Regions from separate parts of the Mus musculus genome. Here region 2 is linked to region 1. The links are chromatin contacts, called in public HiChIP or PLAC-seq maps. All regions are on one chromosome and are shown on one strand. The core of a region is the stretch at or near the end of the contact, and the rest is flanking DNA. Distances in the headings are between cores, read along the strand shown. Region 1 overlaps Casp3 (caspase 3). Region 2 holds the start of Cenpu (centromere protein U).

Region 1 (5,139 bases), core at 1,050-3,549:
TACCTGTTGACCTTCAGACACCATGAGGAAATGCAAATGTCCTCGGTGTTTAGTTCTGTACACAAAGCATGGAAAGTAGTTCCAGCAGGCTGAGGTTCCTTATTGTGTTCTAGTTGGAGAAGAAAAAAAGCACAAAACTTAGCACTTACCTTCTCACACATGCTCTCTGCTCCTTACTGATACTGCAAAGGCTTTTGCACCCTTGCATTTTTCAAAATACAGCTTTGGGGATGATACTCTGTCCCATCGTCCAGGGTCCTAGCCTTTGAAGAAAACTGATTGCGTCCCACCAACTCTCATCTCCCAGGTATTAGGTTTTTATAGGTGGGTGGACCTGGGCATGGTGACAGGTTTAGTCCATATTTTGTGCGTGTATGTGTATGTGTGCGTGTGTGCGCCTATGTGTGTCTGTGTGTATGTATGTATGTGTGCTCATTAGATAAAACAAAATCCTCTTTGGGGTCAACTATTTCAGTTTTTCTATTCTGTTCTTTGTTTGATGATGTAAGAAGGGACCAGCTGGGATGGAAAGAGGACATGGATTAAGCAGGTCACAATTTTGCATTATACATTATTTCCGCTTTTCCTCTTTTCTTTCTTCTTTGTTTGTCTTTTAAAGGTCTCTCTATGTAGCCCAAGATGACCTTGGTCTTACAAGCCTCCTGCCTTAGCGTCTTTATTAGAAGTGTGCCTCACTAGTCCTGGCTTCATATTAAATGTCTTATGTATAAAGAAACAATATTAGAAAACATTTTTTGGCTATATACTGAAGTGGATCAATTTTGATAAAATGGCAGAAAATAAAATTGGAAAATGGAGTAATTCTGTATATGAAAAGACTTAAATATTTAAATTATTTCATTTTTAAAGCAGATGGTGCTGGACCACTGTGATATGCTCACCTCAGGAAATTTTCAGTAATTTTCCATTCCATGGTCTCAAGCAGGAGATGAGAGCCATAGGCATGAGGGGGAAATAAGAGGGGAGGGAGGCAGGGTAAGATGGCGCAGAAATACAGCACCATTCCAGTGTACACACAGTGTTCAGCATCACACCAGTAACCAGGCGGCTCATCCTCACAGATGATAAACTCTGAACACAACCTACTCTGCAAATCCTGTCCTCGGTCCTGTCCTTTGGATCTGCGACAGAGCATGGTTAATCTTCATTGTCAACTTGGCTGGATCTAGAATCACCTAAAAGTATCTCTGTATGTGGGAGGCGCTTCCAGAAAGGATTTAGTGAGGAGAGACCCTTCAATGTGAGTGGCATCATCCCATAACCTGGGGGCCCAGATTGAATAAAACATGCAGTGTATAGACAATGCATGGGACCTATCTGTACAATGTATGGAACCTACCTGTACAATGTATGGAACCTATTTATACAATGTATGGCATGTCCTGGTCTCCCTTTATCTTATCACAAGACCCACCAGGTACAAGGTAATGCTAAAATGTCTCCAGGGGCAAACTGGCCATCATTGCTCTATTATCTTAAATGGAAAAACTCCCTGAAGCCAGAAGAGGAGAATGCCAACCTCATGATTAACACTCTAGATCCCACCAAGAACCACCTCATGATTAACACTCTAGATCCCACCAAGAACCCAAGAAAACAGCTGCTCTTTCCCGTCACCAGGCGGCCTGTGTATCCTGAAACGCCTTGTACCATTTTCAACTCTTCTTCCCAAGTAAATCTATAATCACAAGTTCCCTCAAGTCCAGTATGAGAAACATGATCTCCCAGCCCCCTACTTCCTGCATACAGAAGTCTTAAACTGCTTAGATTCTCCAGAGAGATAGGAGTGACTTCTGATGTTAATAGCAAGTCCCTTTAGCTCACACCTAAGTTTATGCTAACGGTAGGCAGAGCCATAGATCATCTCAGTGAAGGCTGCTGGGACTGGCCCATCCTAGCTCTGACTTCTGGGGAAGTAGAGTTGCTGGGGCCTGAGTTCTAGAAGTCCTGATGAGCTTCAGTTTCCAAGTGGTTGAACAGTTCAGAGTAGGGGTGGGGGTGGGGGTTGAGGGGGGACACTCCAAGAAAACAAGGAGAATCTGTGTCCCTCCCCACCACACCTAGCCCTGCATTTCCACATTCTTCAATCGTATTAGTTAACAAACTGAGTCCTATAACTAAAGAATTCTCCTGAGTTCTGGGAGGGAGTCTAACAGATAATTGACACCAGGAAGGAAGTGGGTATCACAGATTGAATGGAAGGAAAATACCCTATCTACCTACCTTAGTCATGTGCCTTCTTTTCCAAAGTCAACACTTATTTCTTCACTGTAAACTCTGCTTCACTTCTGACTCAGACAAGCCATTTCCGACCACAGACTCTCACAGTTGGGTCTATTGTTCCACAGCTCCCACCGAGGATCAGAAGTCGAGGAGTTAGTTAAGAGGTAACCACGGAACACTACACCTGTTTCTTGGTAGCTGATTCTCCTGGTGTTTGAAATGATCTTTAGAGGTTTACTCCATCTTTTAAGCTGCATTTGGGTTCGTCCCCGCAAAGCAGAAACTAAGTACAAGGGAACCGAACCAAATTGCCACAAATATATTATAACAAAGGGTAGACCACCTTGGGAAATCTCAATTTGTTTATAATATCATTTTCTTAGTGAGTTTGCTTCTCTTTTTAAAGAGGATCATGGGAAGGACTAGCCAAGAAGAGATCTGGTTCACTATGGTTTGGAAGGGAACAAATGGTCACCTTACCCCTCTGAATATGCCATCCATCTCATGAATATTCATGCAACATGTTTTTGTTTGTTTTTTGTTTTGTTTTGTTTTCTGAGACAGGGTTTCTCTGTACAGCCCTGGCTGTCCTGGAACTCACTCTGTAGACCAGGCTGGCCTCAAACTCAGAAATCCACCTGCCTCTGCCTCCCGAGTGCTGGGATTAACCACAGCACATGCTTGGCATGGTGATGCATGCCTATACCTCCAGCACTTGGGCGATACTGTCCAGTCTGGTAGGTGATATCATAATTTATATTCCTCTTATTATGATGGGAGATTGGGTTATCTGAACATAAGGGGTATATGCTCTCTTTGTTTACACTTGCTCTATTCACATACATGGCCCAGTTGATGGTTTTTATCTTGTGTATGTGTAGGCCAGGTGATAATGGGACTGGTATCATTTCTCCATAGCTGAGCACATCAGCCATGCGTTTGCCATGGAGACTAGGCTGGTTGACCAGTGAGCCTCAGGAACTCACTTATCTCCATCACTGCTGGAATTATAAGCGAGCATCACAATTCGGGTTTTTTTTCCTTTTAACATGGATTCTGGGGATCAAGTTCTAGTTCAGGTTCTTGTGCTGGCAAGGAAACTGCTTTACCCAGCTAACTACTCCCAGACCCATAGCTCCAGTTGTTTTCTTTGTACTATCTCAGACCTCTTTATATAGATAGTATGGAAATTACAATGGGCTAGCCTTTTCTCCACACATTAAAGAGCTAGTCTTTAAAGGTTTAATTTCATGTATATAGGTATTTAGCCCACGTGTATGCCTCTGCACCATGTGCATAAAATTCCCAAGGAGGCAAAAAGAGGCAGTTGGGTCCCCTGGAGCTAGTTACAAAAAATTGTGAGCTGCCATGTGGGTGCTTGGGTTCAAATCCAGTTCTTCTGAAGAACAGCCGACGCTCTTAACTGCTGAGTCATTTCTCCACCACCCTATCCCCTGTTAGAAAGCAGCTAGACAAAAACATTCGTGACACGCTCCTCCTTGTGTACAGGAGTTCCTTGATCCACTTTTGACCTTCACTTTAGAGAAGCTGTGGTTATTATGTAAACTTTGGAGGAGCTGAGTCCCCACCCCTTCCTGTATTCTTTGAGTATATTCTACCTATTTCTTTGGGTTTAAATCCTATCATATCAGAGGTTCTTCCACTTGCCAACACCTTAACATATTAGATTAAGGCCTTGTTGCATCCTCTGACTCTCTCAAATTAGACTGTGGGTTAAAATTATTTTAACTTTCACTTAGTTATTACAACAGCAAAAGTATTGACGACGACAACAACAACAACAACAACAACAAACCCTCAAATACACTGATAATTTTAAATCTGAATTTATGTTTTGAAATAAAATTGCAAGGTAACAAACTTTTATAAAATTGTCACATGGGAACACACTTTAAAATACCATCACATGCTGCATTCACTTAGAAAGCGTTAACAACAAAGCCAGTCTAAACAAGAATCTATCCGTTACAATGTGAGTTCCTTCCTTTCTTTGTGCAACAAGGAAGCTTAGGAGAAATGCTGCGAGAGCCAGCAGTGACTCAGCACCCCCATAAGGAGGCCAGGAGCAGAGCACAGTCTCCCTGAGGATGGACTGCAGCCCGCAGCTTCTCCACATGGGCTGCAGGGCTATTGCTGGATGCTTTCCAAGTCCTGTGTGCCCTGGCCCTTTCGTTTCTAGCACAGTATAAATATCACCATTATTTTTCCTTTCTTTGTAAACGTCAACAGAAAAGTCAGCATGCTACAGACTCTGGACATGGAGTCCAGTGAACTTTCTTCAGACTCTCAGCCCTCTGGGAAAGCCTTTTTGCAGAAGTTTGTGATCTGGTTCACTTTCCCACGTGGTAACTTGGACATCATCCACACAAACCAGAACTCACAAGGGGGGTGGGGTGAGGGGTGGGGAGTCCAGCTGGCAGGCCTTTTCTGAAGATGTGCCCATGGCTCTGCCAAGTCTCTGCTCTGGCTCAAACCACATTCTCTCCAACTACAGTAGATTTCATCTCTCCTTTTCTTAAGCTCTGTTTGACAACTGGTATTATAGTATATTCCTATAGAATTCCTGTACTTCATTCTAATAATCAACCATTTGAGGCTGTTACATAACAGCTCTTGAGATATTTTGCTGGTCTGTAAGACCGAGCTGATTTGTATAAGGATAAGTAAGAAACAAATGCTGATGGATTTTAGCACCTTGCCTTCAATGAGTCAACCAAGTTCGCACACGGTTTTCCTCTCACATAAATACTCAAGTTATTTTTGTTCCAGTAATAAAACATGATTTTTTTTTTTAAAATAACAAATACGTGTTGTGGACAACTGTCACAAAACCAGTAGCTATAATGCATGCTATGGTGGTCCAACTCTTCACTT
Region 2 (5,139 bases), core at 1,219-3,718, 89 kb after region 1:
AAAGCCAGGCGTGGTGGCACACGGCTTTATTCCCAGCACTTGGGAGGCAGAGGCAGGCAGATTTCTGGGTTCGAGGCCAGCCTGGTCTACAAAGTGAGTTCCAGGATAGCCAGGGCTATACAGAGAAACTCTGTCTCAAAAAAACCAAAAACCAAAAAAAAAGTTTGTCAAGTGTGGAGGTGGAGGCTAAGGTGGTGATGGTGACCCAGCACTCGGAGGCAGATGCAAGTAGATTTCTGTGAGCTCAAGGCCTAGACTGGTCTACAGAGTGAGTTCCAGGACAGCCAGGTCTAATAGAGAAACCTTGTCTCAAATTAAAAAAAAAAAAAAGTAAAATAAAAATAAGAAAGAAAGAAAAGAAACAAAGAAAAGATTTTGTTAAGAGAACTCTCCAAAGTATGATTCCCACAAAATGATAGCTTTGCCTTCAATGGCTTAAGGGGGGGAAAAATCACATTAACAATCTTGCTTACCTGTTTCCTGGAATATGTGCTTCTCAAAGTGTTCTTTGAATGTTTTGCACTATTAAAACACAGATGACAAAATTTTAAAAGTGAATTCAGCAGATATTTTGAGCAACTGGGAAAGCACTGTAAGCTATAATCCTTCCAAGGCGCACCTTTCCAAATTATCCTCATTACTGCTCACCCAGCAGAGCTGAAGCCAGGCAATAAACCACTGGGGAGCAGGGTTGGGGGGGACACCTATCACTTTGTTAACCATCTCAGTTGTGTGTATTAGGCTACAATAGAAAAGACTTATTGCCACCCACACTCCCAGCACAGAATACCGCAGTAATAATCCGAGGGGAGGGGGCTGGGACTCCCCACTTGTAGCCAACTCTCAGACCTGTACTGCCTTTGCTTTGGGATAACCGCAGACTGTGATTCTGAGCTCAGAAAGCTTAAGTGACTTCTGAATGGCACCTCGAAACAGAAGTAGGTGGGACAACCTGGAGGCATAAATTGCCTAGCCTGAACTCTTTTCCATCTGACTCTTTTTTTTTATGATTTGTTTATTTTATGTATAGGAGTACACTGTAGCTGTACAGATGGTTGTGAGCCTGAGCCTTCATGTGGTTGTTGGGAATTGAGCTTTTAGGACCTCTGCTCTGCTCGCTCCGGTCAACTCCACTTGCTCAGTCCCTGCTGGCTCTAGCCCAAAGATTTAGGTATTATTATACACAAGTACATTGTAGCTGTCTTCAGACCCACCAGAATAGGGTGTCAGATCTCATTACGGGTGATTGTGAGCCACCATGTGGTTGCTGGGATTTGAACTCAGGACCTTCAGAAGAGCAGTCAGTGCTTTTACCTGCTGAGCCATCTCACCAGCCCCTCTACCTGTTTCTTGTGTGTGCTCCAAAACCAGAGAAATTCCCTTCTAGCTGTGGGCTGGAGTCCTGGAGCAGTTTCCAAACTCTACAGAAACCTCTTTCTTTCCTAAAGGAAATCTCTACAGTAACCATTTTATATAATCTTTGCTGTATGCATCCGTGTGTTTTAGGAGTGATAATGAACAGATTTCATAAATTCCAAGCCTCAAGATGTTGAAACAACAAAAACCACTGGTTTGGCAGATCAAGTTCTAAGCTCCTTTCCCTTGCTCAAAGGTGGTGGTGGCTCACGCCTTTCATCTCAGCACTTGGGAGGCTGAGGCAGGTGATCTCTAAGTTTATGGCCAGCCTGGTCTACAAGAGTTGAGTTCCAGGACAGCCAGGGCCACACAGAAAAATTCTGTCTCGAAAAACCAAAAAAGGTAAAAGCACAAACCAGCATGCCCTGATAAGCTCCTTTGCCCTTTTTAAATCTTCCTTCCCACTGCTCACCGAATGTGGATTCCCCCACCATCTGTGTCCTGTGGTAGCTACAAGCATCATCTTCCATAGGTAATCCTCCCACGGAAGACTTCCTACGCAGAGGAGACCTTTCTATCCAAATCTCTACCAGGCTTTGGATGCGCGCCAGACACGCCCAGAATATCCTTCGCCAGGAGTTGGTGGCGCTAACCTTTCGGGCCGCTTACTAACTTCTTTTCAGATGCACACCTCTTATATAATGAAAAGATCCATGAAGCACTCTGAATGTCCTTTAGGTATTTAGGCAAGGCCAGCCCAAGCTCTAAACAAGCAGCTGCCTGGTCCCTCGCTAGAGATTTCGTTTGGCTTCCGTGTTTTCTATTACGAAAACAGCTGCGTCTTAGAAATAAAAAGCAATGTCGACAGACCAGAAATGATTACTGTTAAATATTTGCTTGTCACATGAAAGCGACGCTGGTGTCTGAGTTCCCCTACCACACAGCTTGACTCCTGGCTCTAGGATTCGGGGCTGTGGGAATTGAGGCCGGGTCAGCGAGTCTCTGGGACGGGTTGAGCCCATCCTGGGCGGATTTCGGGGCGGCAGCACTTACCCCGGGTTCCCCGAGTATCTCAAACTTCTCCTTGCAGCCATCCTACCGTTCCCAAAGGCAGGGACTCCAAACTCGCGCCTAGCCGGTCTTGCTCTGAACAGCCAATCAGAGCCTAGTCCTCGCTATGCTCCGCCTTTTCCGGGGCGGGGCCAGAGAGCGTCCTGGGCGAGAGCACGATGAAATCCAGGCCTGGAAAACACCCAACAGCGGAGCGGAGTCCAAAGCAACCGGCTTAGCTGCTGCAGGCTGTCTCTCCCGCTCTCGCTCCGTTCCGTAAATTTAGAACTCCCCGGCCTCGTGGGCGGGTAAATGACCCGGAGCTGGTGTGGGTGTGGGTGGACCCGAGCCAGCCGCCAGCGGATCCAAAACTCCAGTGCTTCCGGGCGGGCTGTTAGTTGATGGACTACTGTCAAATCCTTCGCATTGCTAAATGCAGATGCCGCTTTTAGCTCCCTGTAGCAGCTCACTGTTGAACGCGACACGTTATTTGTCCTCCCTTCCAGGTCCTTCGTAAAGCGGGAAGGTCCCTTCTGGATCCATACTCACGATTCTTTTGTTTTTACATTTTTCTTGTGGTACAAAAGAATGAAAAATTGATTTAAAGGGATCAAAGATATAAGAAGTAAAAAAAACGGCCAAACTCAGAAGAAAACTGAATCAAGACGTTGGACTTGGCAATGAATTTTTTTTTAAGATTTATGTGTATCGATGCAAAATGTTATATATTTATTATATATACGCATATGTATGTATATATACACACACACACACGCATATATATATACACATCCGTGGTCCCAGTGGAGGTCAGAGGAGGGCATCAGATACCCTGAAACTGGAGTTACAGATAGTTATGAGGCTGGGAAACTCTGAGGTCTTTGGCAAGAGGCTCCAAATGGCTGAGTCATCTCTCCAGCTCCAACAATGATTTCTTGATTAACCTAAAACACAGTGGTAATGAGAAAGGCCAGAAATGGGGGTGATGGGAGAGATAGATGGTTGTGTAAAAAAGGTGGATGTATTTAAACACTTAAAATGACTGGAATAAAAAGCTGAAATGTCCAATTTTATGTTATAAATTTTATCACAATAAAAATATGAATACAAGCTAGGCAGTGGTGGTGCTTGCCTTTAGTCCTAGAGGCAGAAGCAGGTAGCATGGCCTACAGAGTGAGTTCCAGGACAGCCAGGCCTACACAAAGAAACCCTGTCTCCAACAAAGGGTATTTAACACTGTAAAAATAAAACATAGACACCTATATTACTGAATCAGAACATAAAATGTAACAGTTCTCTCAGACTCTTCCATGAATGGCCCTTTTCACAAACCATACGGTTTTTTTTATTTGTCTTTAGCATTTTTATGCTTTTCAGCCTCGATATGCCTCTGTGTATAATCATTGTATATTTCTATCTCTATAAATAACGTTTGGTAGGTTTTCTGCAAGTATCCTAACCAAAGCCATAATTTTTAAAGTGTCCACATCTGCATGCAGCTGTAGTTCATTCATGCTGCCTTTGGAATTCATTAAGTAACTATTTGCATCGCTTTTATTCCTCTGTGCTATGGGTACATCAATGTTTTCTATTTACTATTCCCGACAGCACATCACCAGGAATTCTTACGCACATCTTCCAGGGCACTTGTCTGTGAGTATCTAGGGTCAGTAGAGATACCATGTAAGATGTAGTCGTGGTCAGCTTTGCATGACACCAGGTTTTGTACATTGTTTTGTGAACTGTAGACTGTTTTCTTTACCCCTCCCTCCACTCTGCCTACTCAGTAAGTTCTAAAGAGTTTCACATCTCCTGTCTACTGAGATGAAACGCTTGTGTTTATGACGTGCGTTTCCCTCAAGGTTATTTCTGTTTCCTCGTCATCGAAAGGTGTGCGTCCTCAATTACCCAGAAACCATCTGGATGACTGCCAGAGGAGGGCAGATCACCTTGTGGGTATTGCAGGAAGTTCCTCATGGATGGGTAGAAACGGGCTTCCTGGAAGCATGGAAAACTGGCATACTATAGAGAGCAGAGGTAACTCCATTTTCTGGGAAGGGAGATGTGGATAAACCTTTTATGCTTTGGAGTTGGGGAAAAAAGAAACCACTCGGGTGCTCAAACAGGAAGGGGACTCCTCCCTCAGTGGAAACGAGCAAAACTCATCCAGATAGGTTTAAATCATTAAAGTTCTGAGTTTGTGTCACGGAGACGTCCAAGGATAGGATGCCTGTCACGCTGCTTTCTCTGTTTGATCCCAAGTTTCTAGAGGTCACTGGAGCTCTGAGGACATTGTCTTGACCTTTCATCAACCTTAACCTCAGGCTGGGTTCTATACCACCACCACTTCCACCACCTCCACCAGAACCAGCACCTGGATTTGCTCTGACCCGGGCACTGTTCTAAGTGTTTAATTTCTATCAGCTCATTGAATGCTCTAAGTAGCCCTCTGTGGTGGGTACCATAACCCCATTTTATGTCTATCAACACTAAGGAACAGCCCCATCAGTAGCTAACAGATCTGCCTGCCTTTTCTTGAGCCAAGGCTCTGGATCAGGTCTGTACCTGGCAGCTATGCTGTGTTTCAGGTTTGAATTCCACCATTCATTCATTCATCCATCCATCCATCCATCCATCCATTCATTCATTCATTCAGTGTGAAAGCCCAGAATCCTCAGGAAGAGGCCCAGCATACATGTGCCTGTCTATGTTGCTCAAGCTTTTTCATAGGCC

What was found. HiChIP or PLAC-seq counts read pairs in DNA pulled down with a chosen protein or histone mark.
Region 2: an H3K27ac HiChIP or PLAC-seq map of microglia shows a contact between it and region 1, with 7 times the contacts expected there. The contact joins the promoter of Cenpu here to the enhancer-like site in region 1. A contact is called at or near these places in 1 of 15 datasets of contacts at CTCF or cohesin (CD8 T cells), 6 of 484 Hi-C or Micro-C datasets (B cells, the G1E-ER4 cell line, Th1 cells and 3 more), 2 of 115 datasets of contacts at active chromatin or transcription factors (CD8 T cells and microglia) and 2 of 9 other capture datasets (adipose tissue and liver).

What each region holds. Positions count from the first base shown.
Region 1 is chr8:46,638,626-46,643,764 of GRCm38.p6, reverse strand. Casp3 (caspase 3) reads right to left here. Exons shown (of 7, transcript NM_001284409.1): 7 at 4,067-5,139. Among named protein-coding and RNA genes, the nearest start is that of Casp3, 24 kb to the right of the region's middle. Within about 2 kb of position 2,299, at least 98 of the 459 cell types and tissues checked have an H3K27ac peak or open chromatin away from gene starts, as enhancers often do. A contact at or near this core is called in CD8 T cells, the G1E-ER4 cell line, Th1 cells and 1 more, where this site is marked.
Region 2 is chr8:46,549,398-46,554,536 of GRCm38.p6, reverse strand. It overlaps Cenpu (centromere protein U), which reads right to left and starts at 2,468. Exons shown (of 13, transcript NM_027973.4): 1 at 2,410-2,468; 2 at 474-522. The coding sequence starts at 2,450.